Regions from separate parts of the Triticum aestivum genome. Here region 2 is linked to region 1. The links are chromatin contacts, called in public Hi-C maps. All regions are on one chromosome and are shown on one strand. The core of a region is the stretch at or near the end of the contact, and the rest is flanking DNA. Distances in the headings are between cores, read along the strand shown.

Region 1 (2,700 bases), core at 187-2,686:
CGACATTCTTCACCGGTGTCGAGGAGCCATGAATTTGTGTTCAAGCGAGTTCTTCAAGACGGCGATGGAGATCTTGCTCAGGCTCTTGTTTCTTCGGCTCCGTCCGCTTTGTGTCGCCCGCTTCTCTAGCGTCGTCCCGGAGCTGGAAGTATGTGTCTTGGAGTTGGCCAACGCTACAACGCCAGTCTTGTTCAAGGGATGGTCCACATGGAGATTTGGCATGGAAGATGGTTGCTGATTCTGGAGTCCTGCCACTTAAGGACTTCAAGACTGCGATTCAAGATGTGTGAAGTATTTCTTCGGCCGACGACATACATCGACATGTTCGATGCCACTTTGTGACGACGCTGTTCAAAGGCTCATAATGGAACTTGGCCGCTATGGCACTATCTTGGATCTTGGCAAGTTGGAGGCTTGTGTTTCTCCCCTCCAGTGAACACTTTGGCGATGACGGCGTCTGGATTCTTGGGCCGTGATGATGTTGGATGCAGGAACCCAAAAGATAAGTTTTAAAAATCAATTTATGAGTTTTCCTGTAGATTTTCTAATGTGTTGTCTCTTCCAGATGTTCCAAAGAGAACCCATGTATGTTGGAGAGCGATTAAATGGCTCCCGAGCTCATCTGCTCCTGCGCATGAACAGTAAAATCAAATGAAATATTAGAAAATTTCAAAAAAATTCAAATTGTTTTTGCATGGAAGATGGTCTAGTGCGTGAGGTTCGTGCAAAATTTCAGCTCATTTGGACATGTGAGCAGCTCTCAACAAAAAAAAAAGAAAAAAATAGGGTCTGAGAAAAAAGTTTACAGTTTTGCATTGTTCGGGACAAATTTTGTTACTTTTGCTGAGAGCAGCTCGGATGTCCAAATGAGTTGAAATTTTGGACGGGCCTCACACACTAAAATATATTTCACACAAAAAAATCTGAAATTTGTTTAGTATTTGTTAGATTTTATTGTTCACCAAGATCCGATGAGCTCTCGATCCGAAATGGATATTTGTGTATGAATGATGAATATACGGTACTTCTCCTAAAAAAGAAAGCCAGGCCTAGTCATGCTCATGCACGTGATAGGCAGCACACGTACGTGCGCTATAATAATTCAGGCAAGTCATTATCTGGGTCCCACAGGTCAGAGAGAGATGAGACGTGCGTGCACCGCGCGCGGCGCCAGCGCCAGCGCACGCATTCCCGAACATGCCCGGTTTCACCGCCACGCAGGTGACAGACAGACAGGACACAACCTCCAATCGAGCAACTTCCTCCACCCCCACCACTCCTCCCCTCACACGTGGCGCCGGGGCCCACACGTCAGCGACAGCGGCAGCAAGCCAGCCGCGTGCCGGTTGCCGTAAGCAAGCGCAGCTCACGCCGCCTTGTCGCGGCGCGCGCGAGCACACCATCTCCAACTATTTCATCCCCCCTTCCAACCCCGCTGCTTGCTCGTCCAAAAACCACGCCCAATAATTTTACCTCCCTCCCCTACCATCTCCATCTCCTCTGGAAGCGTCGCGTGTGGTCCTACCCAAATCCGCCACGCAACCCGGCATTTGCGCCACTTGTGATGGCGGCGGCGGCGGCGAGGCAGCGGAAGGAGGAGGAGGACGAGATGCTGCTGGACGACGGCGACATCGAGGAGAGCCCCCGCGACAGCTTCCGCGACTCCGACGACGAGGGGGAGGAGGAGGGGCGGGGCGAGGACGGCGACGGGGTCGGCTCCTTCGAGTCGCACCAGTGGCCGCAGAGTTACCGGTACGTGCGCATTCTCTCTCCCTGCTCTATCGCCTCATCTCAATGACTCCGTGCACTCTGCTGTGTTATTACTGGTTAAGTGTTCGATCGCGGTGTGGTCTGCTCTGCCAATTTTGGCCGCTATTCGGTTAGATTGCTGTGGTGATGAGAGTGGATTTGGTTGGCTTCGGTGATTGGGAATGGCCGACAGAGCACTAGTTAGTTCTGCATGTGGATTCACTGGATTGGCCACTGACGAGTCTGGTTGCACATCCGGGGCTAGCTTTTTTCGATGAAGACATCCGGGGCTAGCTGTCCATGTTTAATCGATTTTCGGGAAACACACATGTCCTGATCCAATCTCGGAGTGGCCTAGAGTTCACTGACACTTGGGGAATGGTCTGATCTGTTCGACCAGATGACCAAGGTTGACTGAAACCACTGACAATGATGAAAAAAGGGGTAGGAAATAGAGTATGTTTTCTCTAGCTTCTCCTAGCATCAGTACGACAATGTTGTAATGATTTTATTAAATTTATAGTATTATTAAAGTGCAGTGTTCAATGTTTGGCACTACCTGTACACCTGGCAGCAGCAGTACTATATTACCAGTATGTCATACTAGTACGTAGTATTATTTTGCTTCATCAATGGCTCCCGTTTTTGTACTGACTGGTGTAACAAGAAATAAAGCATCATTAATGGATGCCTTTGCTGGCATATCTCAGTATAGCTGTCCGTACTCAAGAATGCCAGCAGCTTGTACAGATTGCACTTTTTCTTTTTGTGCACAAAACTACAGATGGCAGTTTTCCTGTTCGTGTACAGATAGAGTCATACAGACGGCATGATCACGACGTGGTGTTCATTTTGCAGGGAAACAACTGACACCTACACAATTGCCGCGTCTCCCATCTTCGGTTACCTTGGTCCTTCAACCAGCAAATACTCAATCGATGGTGGCCGCAG
Region 2 (2,700 bases), core at 77-2,576, 180 kb before region 1:
ATCCCGTACCACTTCACTCTCCCGACGATGCTCCACAGGGTCGACCTCCACGCAGGCCCCGTCATGCCGCCGCCCACCTCCGCCTTCTGAGCCCTCTGCTTGATGTTCTTGTAGTACACCACGACGGGAAGCCTGCGCGCCACGTTGTAGCACACTATGCAGATGATCATGACCACCATGCCAACCATGAAGTACAGGATTGCGCTTTGCCTTAGCCCATTGGGGTCCTGAGGGAAGCTCGCTTTTGTGATCACTCGAAGTGCTGAGACAAGTACACCTGTGGAACACAAATCATGAAGAAGACGATGCATTTAGCATTAGCATCAACCCATCACTCGCATAAATCCTATATGCGTCCTACATTTTCAGAAAGAATGTACTATCAAATAAGTAGATTCGTCAGGTGCTACCGAGTTCCAAAGTCAGCACAGCACAACCTATGCTCCATTGAAATTTGAAATCGCTTATTGGTGGTTCTAACAGGTTTTATAGTACCTGTTGCATTCTCAGTTCCTACTCTCAAACTTTTTACTCTTGTCAGCTCGATTTGTCAATCTGGTGGCTGATTTCTGAACGAACGCCCAGACCAGTTTCTAGGGGCAATAATTCAGAGAAGAACAGAACACGACTGGGCAGAACAAACGTGCCAAGAGAAACAGAGGTACTACCTGAAGCGGCGGTTCCGGCGACGACAGCCTGCATGTAGCGCTCGGGGAGCTCCCCGGCGAAGCCGATGACCCCGCCCTGCACGAGCGCGTCGGCGACGCCGCACATGACGGTGGCGGCGACGGTGACGTCGAAGGCGCCGTAGAGGCGCGGCGTGCCCCTGACGTAGACGGCGTCCATGACGGGCACGACGAGGAGCGCGAGCGTGAAGAGGGTGAGCCCGGTGTTGATGCGGGCCGGCGCGCTGGACTTGGGGAAGACGAGCACGATGAGGAGCAGCGGGAGGAGGCAGGAGAGCATGTAGGAGACGGAGAAGACGCGGTCGACGGGCGCGCCCGGGTAGAGGTAGGAGAAGTAGTCGACGGCGGTGATGTAGGCGTTCCAGGGGAGCAGGAACCCGGCGCCGAGCGTGAAGAAGATGAGGTAGCCGACCCCGAGCCGGTCGGCCGGCGGTGGGGGAGGGCGCTCCGCCTCCGCCGACCCCGCCGGCGGCGGCAGCAGCGCCGTCGTGGCCTCCTCGTCGCCGCCGGCCATGGCTTGGTCGGGCGGATGGATTTGGGATCTCGGATGGGTGGACTTGGGGGATCTGGACGTGTGACTTGTTTTTTTGGGCTGCTCGAGAGAGAGTTTCGGCTTTGTGGGCTTTCGTGTGGGGCGAGTTGAGGAGGTTCGTGCTCCTACGCTACGCTATGCGACTTTTAATGAATGATGCACATGTTGCATTCTTTATTGTGTCGCTGACAGCCGTGGGCCGACTGGTGATTCTTTGCTTGATTTTGTCTTCGCTTTATTCGCCCGTGTGGTATCACGCTATCGGCTATGAAGACTAAAATATGCGCCTACCTTTCAAATAACAGCTTGAGAGTCTCCCTGCGGAACAGCGTATCTCTCTCTCGGTAAAATAATTTTTTTAAGAGAATATTTCCGATCTATTCATTTTCAGTCATGGCAGTACAACGAATACCAGGAATAATAAAAATTACATCTAGATCCGTGGACCACCTAGCGACGACTACAAGCACTGAAGCGAGCCGAAGGCGCGCCGCCGTCATCGTCCCTCCATCGCCGGAGTCGGGCACAAGTTGTTGTAGTAGACAGTCGGGAAGTCGTCATGCTAAGGCCTCGTAGGACCAGCGCACCAGAACAGCAACTATCGCAGATGAAGAATAACGTAGATCAGAAGGATCCAACTCGAATACACACGAACATAGACGAACAACGACGAGATCCGAGCAAATCCATCAAAGATAGATCCGTCGGAGACACACCTCCACACGCCCACCAACGGTGCTAGATGCACCGCCGGAACAGGGTCTAGGCGGGGAGACCTTTATTCCATCTTCAGGGAGCCGTGATAACCCACAAGTATAGGGGATCGTTTGTAGCCTTTTTCGATAAATAAGAGTGTCGAACCCAACGAGGAGCTAAAGGTAGAACAAATATTTCCTAAAGTTCTATCGACCACCGATACAACTCTACGCACACTTGACGTCTGCTTTACCGAAAGCAAGTATGAAACTAGTTTGTAGGAGTGATGCTAGAACTACTTTGCAAGAATAAAACTAGAAGTACTTTGCAAGATAATAAAAGTTAGGTGTTTAGAAAAAGGGTTTGTGTCAACAAGAAAGTTATTTGTCCCTAGGCAATCGATAACAAATACCGGTAATCATTCTTGCAATTTTATATGAGGAAGAGGCATGAGCTAACATGCTTTCTCTACTTGGATCATATGCACTTATGATTGGATCTCTAGCAAGCATCCACAACTACTAAAGATCATTAAGGTCATGAAACCCAACCATAGCATTAAGTATCAAGTCCTCTTTACTCCCATACGTCATACCCCACTTACTCGGGTTTAATCTTCTGTCACTCTCGCAACCCACCATAAGCGAACCATGAACATATTGCAACACCCTACATCGGGGGCCCCTCACGTTTGCGCGAGAACGGAGGGCACCGTAGGACAACACCATAAATAAAATATTCAATCACACCAACCAAGATCACGATTAACCCACAGGACAAAACGGA

Evidence for each region. Hi-C and Micro-C count contacts between places; a contact is called where the count stands out from the background.
Region 2: a contact with region 1 is called in a Hi-C map of leaf, with 5 times the contacts expected there. The contact joins the promoter of LOC123145831 here to the promoter of LOC123145830 in region 1. A contact is called at or near these places in 1 of 5 Hi-C or Micro-C datasets (leaf) and 1 of 1 datasets of contacts at active chromatin or transcription factors (leaf).

Annotation. Positions count from the first base shown.
Region 1 is chr6D:455,633,608-455,636,307 of IWGSC CS RefSeq v2.1, reverse strand. It overlaps LOC123145830 (amino acid transporter AVT1A), which reads left to right and starts at 1,436. Exons shown (of 12, transcript XM_044565331.1): 1 at 1,436-1,752; 2 at 2,608-2,700. The coding sequence starts at 1,565.
Region 2 is chr6D:455,815,392-455,818,091 of IWGSC CS RefSeq v2.1, reverse strand. It overlaps LOC123145831 (equilibrative nucleotide transporter 1), which reads right to left and starts at 1,326. Exons shown (of 2, transcript XM_044565332.1): 1 at 669-1,326; 2 at 1-277. The coding sequence starts at 1,200.